Regions from separate parts of the Alosa sapidissima genome. Here region 1 is linked to region 2. Evidence: chromatin contacts called from public Hi-C data. All regions are on one chromosome and are shown on one strand. The core of a region is the stretch at or near the end of the contact, and the rest is flanking DNA. Distances in the headings are between cores, read along the strand shown.

The links. A called contact is a pair of places that touch in the nucleus more often than the background predicts.
Region 1: a Hi-C map of muscle shows a contact between it and region 2, with 15 times the contacts expected there. The contact joins the promoter of irx5a here to the promoter of irx3a in region 2. A contact is called at or near these places in 2 of 2 Hi-C or Micro-C datasets (both in muscle).

The regions. Positions count from the first base shown.
Region 1 is chr14:7,728,788-7,734,608 of fAloSap1.pri, reverse strand. It overlaps irx5a (iroquois-class homeodomain protein IRX-5a), which reads right to left and starts at 1,443. Exons shown (of 3, transcript XM_042061319.1): 1 at 772-1,443. The coding sequence starts at 1,014. All of the region lies in intron 2 of LOC121681530 (a long non-coding RNA gene), which reads left to right.
Region 2 is chr14:7,530,004-7,535,459 of fAloSap1.pri, reverse strand. It overlaps irx3a (iroquois-class homeodomain protein IRX-3a), which reads left to right and starts at 2,510. Exons shown (of 4, transcript XM_042062338.1): 1 at 2,510-2,967; 2 at 3,593-4,616; 3 at 5,170-5,236. The coding sequence starts at 2,755.

The DNA of each region.
Region 1 (5,821 bases), core at 194-2,693, 200 kb before region 2:
AAAGTAAACAAAATATATGCAAGCATGATCACAGCAGGTATGAATTGGATAAAACATTTTTATCCAGGCTTAAATCATAATGCAATTTTATGACACATGGGTTTGAGATTTGTAGGCCTATTTTTAACAATACATATGATGATTTTATATTGTCATAAGTTAAGCATTAACTATTTTTTTTTACTTGAGCAAAATATTAACAGTAAAATTCACTATGAACAGAATAATCTATTTCTAGCTTAGACGTTCTTTAAATTGATACACGTATGTTTTCCCAGATGTTGGGATAAGTGAGTAAAAATGTATTTGCATGAGGTCAAAACAAATATGTATTTTCCTTTAGAATTAACTGAAAACATGAACGCACTGGGCATGGTCCTGTGGTTCCTATTAACCTTTACTGGTCGCTTTCTTGCGGTGATTAATAATAACACAAAATGTGCGTATGTCGTTTACAGCAGACAAGGTGCATTATGCAAAAATGCAAGGATTCAACAAAGATCTCACTGAAGTTTGTAGTTTTGCTATATCATTGATATCAATTTATCAATACTAATTAATTATTTGTGTCAAATCCTTACTCGTAGTCTCTGTAGAACACACGCATTGAGCAAAACACAATGCTATATGGGGGAGATGACAATATTTAGACGACATGTTCGCTATTCTTCTACCTAAATCGCAAACACATTCGGATAACAAAAACCATGACAAAGTTTTTCATACTTTTTGTTGTCCAAATGATCAAACTGATCGTTCTACCACACTCACCACATATGAAGTAAAGGTGGCAGCCGCCGCTGCGTCTGCACTGTACGGCAGATGGGAATTGTAGCCAGGCGAAGCGGTGGTAAACGCAGTAGATCCGGCATAAGGAGCAAAAGCAGACCCCGAGGATGATCTTCCAAGTTCCTCCGTTCGGGGTCCCGAAATCACGCTGGTACTGTACGCCGGACACGAATACAGTGCCAGGGAAGCGGATGGCTGATACAAGTAACCCTGAGGATACGCCATCGTGAAACCCCGAAAAAAAAGCCACTAACTTGCGCACTTTCCCTTCTATTCTCACATGCACTCTCCGTGCTCAGTCATAGAGTCTTGAATCAACAGACTCACGTCTGTCCCCTTTCGATGTGATTGCAGTTTAAAATGAGAATACCAACGAGCACATAAGACTTTAAACGTGTTAACTGGTCGTTGTCAGCAGTTCGGCTGGTCGCTTGTGTTTGCTTTCGCTTTTTTGGTCTTGGTCCCTTTTTCCTTCTAGCTCACTTGCTGTCTCGCTCTCTCGTGCCGTGCAGAAGTTTTTTGCCTTCAGATGGGGGCTTTGCTTGGGAAAATGTCCTGCCAGGATGCTAAGTTGGAAATTGAGGATTCTGACGCCTACTACGTGCTTCACGCTCCTCCTCTTGGGGTGTAGTCATCGAAGGAAAAGGCAAGCTTATGCGGGGCTACCACAGCCCTGCCTAAATCGATTCTCTCTCTCTCTCTCTCCCTCTCTCTCCACCCTATTTTTTCTTCTAACAAGCCTCATTGCTTTAGACTCAAGTGCGCCAGCCCCTGGATGTCGATCTCATGCGAGTCAGTAGATCAACTCCAACTTTCCTCATTTTCTAAATACATGAAGCCGTCACTTTCACACTTGATTAATAACAAATGGGCTGTTGTCTGCCAGGACGCGCTTGCCAAATACGAGAGGAAAAACCGCTCCATGTACAACATGATGGTTCGTCGTCTTGCAGGTTTTTACTGCGTACATGCGCTCATTTTGTCATTATTTTAAAACACGCATTTCATAAATATATACTTATAATTAATCTGTCGACTTTTATATTGTGTGATTTTTTGGTACCTTACCAAATAATGTGCTATTATAGAATCGTGTTATTTGTTCTCGACATTCTTGGAAATCGCTAAGTGGGAAGCTTGTGACCATTTACCAAGCAAAGACAAAATGTGCGAGCAGGCCTTTAAAAAGACGACAGAAAGCAACAGTGGTTCAACAATGATTACTTCTGGTTATTCCATGTAAGTGGGACTGAATGTAAACTACTTTAACTCATACGAAATACCAGTAACTTCCTACAGGTGTTAAGTAGTAGGCTATACGTTTGCTCGGCCATTTTCAAGGAAGAAGACGGGGGAAATAGGCAGCCTTCCCCCCCATTTCAACCCCAGATCCCTAAACACTGACAGATTAGGACCACATGGAACACGCCAAATCCACGTGGACCAGTGGTTGTAATCTCTTATCATCCCAACAGATATATTTCTCGACTGGAATATAGCCTATATATCCACTTATCTAATTCAGTGCGACATATCCTGTTTTATTATTTGATATTCCTTCAGCGGTCTGGTCGTATGGTATACCCAGCAACAACAAAAGTACCAACACCATTATTATTAATAATAATATTATTATTGCTAATCGTTTTTTAATAAATTATGTTATTATTGTATTGTACAAGTAGCTTGACTCTTTTTCATGTTTAGGTTTATCTTTTAGGTTATGACAGTGAATGTAATTTCCTAAAATTAATAAAAGTATCTTGTTGCATATACATCAGCCCACAGACCGGCTGGTGTAGATCTGTTAAAACACTAATCACATATTACAGTTCATCCTCCTGTGACAGAGGTAATGTGAATATTTATTGAGTCCAAGTTTCCATGAATACACACATATTCTAGTTCTATCTCCAGGATGATTTTTTCCTCGCGTTGGGTAGTTCAAGTCTCTGGTAAGCCGAAAGGGATCGCTGTAGGCGCTGCTAAAAACTCTGTGTGTGCACATGGTCACGTGTTGTGACGCTAAGAGAGCCCCTTGATAGGGAAGAATAATGACGCTGCTCCACACTGGGCCAATGCAGAGTCTGGAAAGTGAAAAAAGCCAATAGGCTACATGAAGAAATAATAATGATGGTGACAATGACACTACAAGCCCTACTTTTGCTCAAAGTCTGTAAGCTGCAATTGACAAGTAATGCTTTTATTTTCTAAAATTGCACCAGTTCTAATTAGCTGGCCAAGACATTGACAATTGTAGCATCAGTAAATCTAATAGTAACCAGAGACCAAAGTCCCATCATGATCATATTATCAGCATCATTATTATCGGCTGTAGGTAATGTTGAATAAACAGCAGCAAGCTCGCAATAGCCGGAACACATTTTCAACAGACTGAGTAGTCTAATATTTATTAATTCCTAAAATAGCGCAGCAAATGACAGCCTTTTTCGTCCATGGATTAACTAACATTCTGTCCATCAATGGCTAATTAGGCTATGATTGCTATTCTTTCTATAGGACGCTGTAAACGTTAGGTGCCCCGGCGCGGTTTACTATAGTTTCGAGGGATACCTTAAGGGAAAAGGATTTCACTGACGTCAATACTCATTGATAGTCTATTATTGGCAATAATGATTTCCTCGTCACCGATTGTGCATGATCGGGGAAGTATTGGGCAAGTGTAGCGGGAGGTGAATTAAATCGCATGGAATGGGACAAACGGAGAGGACTGCTCTCCACTCACACTTTGACGGAGAAGGTAAGAAGACCATAGCACTTCATCTCTTTTGACGGAAAACTTTGCGTCGAAAACCGGGTAGGCTACTTTCTTCTATAAAATGTGCAGCAGTGACGATATTAGCTGACGAATAAATGACCTTACTGCATGGCTATTGTGCATTGCTTATAGCTTATAACTTATACGCTTAAATGCATAGGGTCGCGTCTATAGATTTTACTTCAAATTTTCTAAAATGCACAGCAAAATAAGTATTATCAATGTTACTGTAAGTTGTAGGATAGAACATGCAAATCATGAAAATTAAAAAGTTGCCTTTTAAAATCCCAAACACTAACACCGAAAATGAACGTCTTTGTTAAACTCACATGAAATCATAAGAGGTTTCTTTGATTCTGTTACCCTTTACAAAGACTTCAGACAAACTAGTGTTTAGGTAGCACACAACCTGACCTCAGCAAATACTATCTTTCCTTTTGAGAATGGAGGAAGAGCCTAGAGCAGCATCTAGTGACAGACCATGTGTTGTGGTGCTTCTCTTTCCAAAATGCCTTCGGGAGCATGCGTAATCTAATTTGGATGTCGAAACTATTATTAGACAGTATTATCTATTGTTGCAGACTAATTGACACTTGCATGTGCGCAGCCGATGGTCAACGTAAACACTCTTCTGGACTGGTGTTTTTCCAGCCTTCAACGCTACGTGCCTTCCCTAGAAATGAACGGGCAGTTAGCAACGTGGAAGTATTCATGAGGATTTTAGCCACTTCAAATCTGTGTCCTAAACCGATTAGTTGACGCCAAATATTCTTTGATGTATTAGCTGTGGGGTTTTGCCACTTGGAAGCCAATTGAAATTCAAAACAGTTTGCTGGTTATGCTTTGGGGAGATCTGCTGAAAATAATGGATGTAATTTATTTTTGACCTTGCAATTTTTATTTAATGATTAAACACATGTGCGCAAGGATTTTTTTTGTCAGTGCTTAACCATGACTGCCGATAGCTCCTCCATGACTTACTACTACACCAGTATTCCTGATTACGCTCACGTTGTAGTCGCCCTGTTCACCAATTATTTCAGAAACACAAAACCTGTCATTATACCTCCAAAATCATGACATGATATAATTATGTAGCAGTTAGTTTTCTTTAATTAAGCACCTCCTCTCAAGATGTGTCAGCAAGAGTAATTGTGAGTCAAAAATATGTCGTTTCTAGTGCCATGTGTGCTTCCATTTTTATTGTGTGATGTAATGCTGCCCTCCCTGCCCTTTTGATGTGCCGAGGCAGATGAAGGCGTAGGACCAGTAGTCTGTGTGTAATTTAGGTCACACGTCCTCCACCCAGCAATAATGATATCTGTGCAAAATAACAACACTAACACGGTCACAGTGTTTCTCTTCATCACAGGTGGTTCTTTTTCTGTCTGCAGAAAAGGAAATACTGTTTGTCTGTGTGTTTGTGTGTGTGTGTGTGTGTGTGAGAGAGAGAGAGAGTATGTGTATGTGTATGTGTGAGTGTAAGCGCTCAGCCATGTCTGCCTGCTGTTGTGCTGTGAAGACACTACCAGTGAACCTCCCTACTGTTTACTGTTTACTTTACTGTCTTTTTTTTTAATGCATATTAGTGAATACCAAATAGAAGCATTTGATCACTTAACGAGAGGAGGCTATGGGGGAAATGATGAGAAATCTGTCTTTGCGATACCTTTTGAGTATTTGCACACCTTGTGGTAATGCATGGAAGCTCACTCAGTGCATTCCTCTGTAGTCAATGTTGTAGTCAGTCCTTTGTCCACTCCTGCTGCTAAACCGATGTGGATGTTATTGGAGGCCATGCCAAAATTAAACATTTCAGTGGGAAAGATCATAAGCTCTCTTTCTCTCTGAGACCCCACCCACCCCACACACACACACCTCTTGCCGCCACTATCCAGTTGCCAACTGTGCAGATGATGATTGATTTGCCTGAGACGGATTGCAGGAAGCAGACATTGATTTTTCAATGACTTATCAAGAAAAAGATATTTACAGTTGTATCCACAGGGTAGTATTTCCACGGGCCCTGCAATTGCCTTCCCTCTGCCCGACATCCTTTCTCTCTCTCTCTCTCTCTCTCTCAGAGATGCCAGGGGGAGTAGGGGGAAAATAGGATAATACCTGCTATTCCACTGGAGGACAAATTACCAGTAATTTTATTTTTGAAATGAGTCAATAAGCCAAGTGACTAACCGAATATTGATTTGGCATAATGTGAGGCAGCCCTTTGAAGGAGGAGGCCCCCTGTTGAAG
Region 2 (5,456 bases), core at 1,261-3,760:
CTAAATGTGTAATTTGAAGAGCCTCCGTTTGAAGCCTTTGATCTCGCCTGTTTCTTTGGCATTTCATCATTTGCGAGGTGTCGCAGGCGTCTTGTGTATTGCACGAGGAACCCACTCTAAAGCAAAACGCCTATTCTAGTTTATTTTGATACTTGTTGGAGCATTTGTGTCACCTGCATAATTGCCCATAAAGGGATCTCCGAAGTCACCACTCTAGTCACAAGCTCTAGTCCACGTCTCCGGTCATGGTGGGGGTGGGGGGGCTGTTGTTATCCAGTGAGCATAACAAAATAAGTCATCAAACCACTTTGTTACGCATAGTCATATCAGAACGGCAAAGCCCAATTATATTATCATTTTATTTTTTAAAACCATTTAAGATGGTTTTCCTTAACAGAGGAACTGTTACCTTAGATAAACACAGCATTCAGCATCCACCGATATTCATAATAGCCTAGTTATATCACAACTACCATGGTAAAATTCGGTCATTTACAGCTGGCACAAAAGAGCTCTGCGCACCGGACATGTGGCGGGACAGGTTATCTGAAATGCTGTGTGTGGAGAGGAGGGAGCTGTCCTAATGCTTTTATGGCTGTGCCAGTTTCCCGGATCGGTGTGAAAGTGTTAAGTTAGTGCATGTGTGTGTGATTGGGGTAATAAATCAGAGCCAACCCTTGGGGCCCTGACAGGTCCCAGGGATGAGACACGTGTCCATCCGAACTCTGTGGGTTGAAGTGCGGATACCAACACACATACGGGTCGCCTGCCTCTGAATTCATTCGCATGCACAAGGCTGCCTCCTTACTGTGTGTCTTTGATTTATAATCCGACCTCGGTGCAAACTATCCGTTGCAGTGGTTCAAAGTGTGGATAAACAGCTACACATGAGTTTAGCTATAGCCTACGTTTTCCGTGCTTCATATAAACCACTTTCCTTGTCACACTATGCCCATGACAATTTATACTTTGGTCAACGACATTGTTTGAATTTCATCATAAGCAGAATGTTGTTACGAGTATTGTTGACTGCGTAGTGGTTATTATCGTGAGCTGTAGCGTGGATGGCACCACCTCAGAGCCGCTAATTAATAACCTCTAATCCTGGATTCTGTTCAAAGTCAAAATGGCAGAACGTTTATGAAAACAAAAATCCTAAGGTCTCTTCTTGGAACACAGATAGTCTAATAACATATGGTAGGTTATACTGAAATAATAGCCTGCATATCAGCTTTGGTAGGTATAAAACAATGATAACTATCAGTTGGAAAGAAGATTAAAGGTTCATACTTCTTGGAAACCTTAAAACCAGATCATATCCCCAAATCCAAACTGAAGTTGATGAGATCTTGATGTCAGTACCGAATTGCGACTTATCAAATATACTGAAAACGAGAAATTATTCAACTGTGTCGCTGTTTGGCAGACGATTAACAAACATATGACGATAGCAAGTCGAAAAATAATACGATTATGAATGTCCGTTACATATTTTCATATATTGATTCAGAGAATTTCAATTCTGATTATCTTGCTCTGTCTTAATCCGTATTAGCCCATGTACAAAAAGTCGAGGGGTTATATCAAATTCACCCAATAGACATTTGTGGGGTAATCTTTAAGGTTAATCGCCTGAAAAGATGTTTTCGAAGAACGCTAACCCTTACACGTGAATGCACAATATTTCACATTAGGTTGTCAACATGTGTGTACAACACTGATGAAAAATACCATGCTCCAAAAAAATAGGCTAATAATAATAATAATAATAATAATAACAATAATAATAATAATAATAATAATAATAATATGTTTATTGTTGCATAAAGCAATCAACACTCTCCAATCCACAACAATGTTTATTGTGTGAGGACGCTGTGAGTCCATGTGTTCACATAGGCGCTAATCACCGAGCTTGATTTCTTGTCAGCTTCCTCTTTGATGTCGGACTATACCAGAGAAACTGTTCGCAGTCTCACTTTAACAACGCTAATGGATTAAGAGTCGCGTGTAAATCGCGTGTATCTAATTTATGCAGAAATAAATTTGTTGCCCACCCCACTTAGGCTATTTGAATAATCTATGCTTAAAAGACGTAAAACTTTTCCGAATTTGACATTATTATAAAAAAATAGTAAAAACGTGTAGCAAATGAGTCGAGGCACTCACATGGGACATATGCACTTTCAAATGTAGACAAGACCTCCAGTAAACTAATGACTCCATAAGACTGAGATGTTTAGCAAGTTTGTGGATCGCCACAAATTGTGAATTAACGCTAAAATGGGGTAGGTCTAAACCGGTGAACAAATAACAAATGAAATGATTGGCGAGCCATAAAATGAGATTTGAAATCCATTCAAATAAGAGATCGCGACGTCAGTGCAGTTATCCAGACGAAATACAGGACAGAAAGCGAGAGAGAGAGAAAGAGAGAGAGAGAGAGAGACGCGCGAGAGGGTGTATGTGGGGTGAGACTTGAGAAATAGGAGGGGCTTCTGAACGACTAGAAATGTCAATCAGAGCAAGGAGTCCCAATAATCTAAGGCAATCTGTAAGGACCTGACCTTAGTCCATTCAGATCAATAGGGAAGTGAGGGAGGAAAGCGCAATCGGATCATTTACACTGGCTGTTTCAGAGGAAATATAGACTTCCCTTACACTTTGTACTCACTGTACAGTGGATATCTTAGAACGCACTAAGAGGGTGACTTCCCGTTTTTCGTGATTGCAGCACGCTTTTTCCCCGCGACAATGTCTTTCCCGCAGCTGGGATATCAGTACATCCGACCGATATACCCACAGGACCGTCAGGGGATCGCAAGCGCCCGACCCGGGACAGAGTTGAGCCCGTCCGGAGCTCTCTCCAACGTTCTCTCAACTATGTACGGATCACCTTTCGCTGCAGCGCAGGGCTATGGAGCCTTTCTTCCTTATTCTAATGATCTCTCCATTTTCAACCAGTTGGTAAGTTGCCGCTTCTTACTCTGGCAAAAGTCAACAATAGTAACTTTTGGGGGAAAAAACGAACTCATACTATGCCTTTTTTTAATAACTTTACGATGGTCCAATTGTGTAGCTATTAGTTTACATGAAGAAAGTTAACTTTTGTGGTGAAATTATTTTTGCGTAAGAGTGGTTAATATCAGAGATCTATCCTTACGCACTTGATCAGCAAATGACTACATTTCACTAGACTCTATTACCACTGCGATTTGATCCCAACCAATGTTGTTCGTATCTAAACATAAACACCAGCTTCGTATTGCCATGATCAGCAAAATTGCGGTGAGGACTGGAAACGGGACATTGTTTTCACAAAAACACTCATTTTAAGCATACGACAAGAAAATATTATATTAGATGGATGCTGTGACTTTACCATATTACTTTATTCCCGGGGGTAAAAAGTGACATGGGCTACTTTTGTCAGACTCGTCCTTAATCTTTCCAAACGCGAATCATTTATTTATTTAGACTAATTACAACGCTATTGTTTAAGTCTAAGATCATGCTTGGAGCTGAGTCAACTGTGAATCATTTATGTGCACTTTGTCTGAAGTCCCGTCTGGGTTTGCTCTTTGTGTTTTAGGGTGCTCAGTACGAGCTGAAAGACAGCCCAGGCATTCAGCACCCTGGCTTTGCTCACCACCCAGCCTTCTATCCGTACGGCCAGTATCAGTTTGGTGATCCATCCAGACCCAAAAATGCAACCAGGGAGAGCACCAGCACCCTGAAGGCCTGGCTGAGCGAGCACAGGAAAAACCCGTATCCTACTAAGGGGGAGAAGATCATGCTGGCCATCATCACCAAAATGACCCTCACTCAAGTGTCCACCTGGTTTGCCAACGCCAGGAGGAGGCTAAAGAAGGAAAACAAGATGACTTGGACCCCGAGGACCCGCACTGATGAAGAAGGAAATGTTTACAGCAGCGATCATGAGGGAGACGAGGGGGACAAGAGGGAAGACGAGGAAGAAATCGATTTAGAAAATATTGACACGGAAAATATCGAAAACAAGGATGATTTGGACGACCAGGACGAACTGAACGCCGATTTGAAAGACGGCAGAAGCGATTCGGAAATTTCGGACGGCTATGAGGATTTACAGGGGGCAGACCAAAGGTTTCTAAAATCTGTGGTGAAAGAGGGCAAGGAGATTCACGTGGAGCGGGATGATCACTTCCACCATCACCACCACCACCACCACTCATTTGAAATCAAAGCGCCACAGCCAAACGGCGACCAAATGAAACTGAACCCCGCGTCCACCAACTCGCCCCCGTCAGAAAACAACGCGGCCCCAGCCCAGAAACCAAAGATTTGGTCGCTGGCTGAGACAGCTACAACCCCGGACAATCCTAGAAAATCTCCACTAATGAATGGGAGCTCTGCTGGGCCTGCTGCCCAGACCATCATCGCTCCACACAGACTCATCTCATGCCCTGTTGGGAAAATCCAGAACTGGACAAATCGAGCTTTCTCAGCCCATCAGCTTGCGTTACTTAACTCAAACCATTACCTCGGACTGGCAAACCAAGCCACGGCGAACGGCCTAGCTCTGTACAGCAGACACGCGGAAGAGAAGAGTCATAATTCAGACTCAGCTGTTACAGGTACATGTCATCAACATTAGGATGTGGCTGAAACGGTTGCACATGTTTCAGATCAGAGATTGCTTCTCTAAAAAAAGACTCAGTTATTGACTGCTACACACATGTAGAAACAACACTTGTTTAAAATCTTCAATTCAATTCAACATTGAATCACACGAGGAACACCAGTAAATAGCCTATTTCTGATTTTTAAAGCGGTGTTTAAAATATGTGTTTAAAAAAAAGCTGACAGAGAAATCTTCAGTGTCTTCTGAAAAGTGAAAGACAAAGAGAAAGGAGGCCTGTAATTCTGAGCTGTAGGCCTTTATCACGTCTCCCACAAACTATTGCAAGTGTTTTGTTTTATTTTATTATTATTTTTTATATGTGTTCATATTTTGAAACTGTATCTAGTAGGCCTAATATCCCCTAATTTTAAGGGGTAGGCTTTTGTAGTACTTATCTAATATTACAGACTGGTATTTCAGCGAAAATAATAACAATTGCGTACTTTTAGATTTAGCTAGACATTACAATTAATGTCTTTCTCTTTGCTTTACTACTATAATTTCAGAAAGATCTAGTGCCTTGGAAGCAGAGAAAAAGTTGTTAAAAACAGCCTTCCATCCAGTTCAAAGACGGTAAGACCAGAGTCACCATGCTTAATTGAGTTTCCATTATTTACCAGTGAATTTATTTATTGTCTTTCTCACTGTTCATAGTTTATCGACATATAAAATTAGGGCCTAAAATAGGTGCAGTCAGTTTTGTACGCTGTATCAATCTGTGACCTTAAACGTCATTTCACTTTTTTGTTGTCGTGCAAATCAAGTCAGTTTTTCATTAGGTCATAAAACAAAA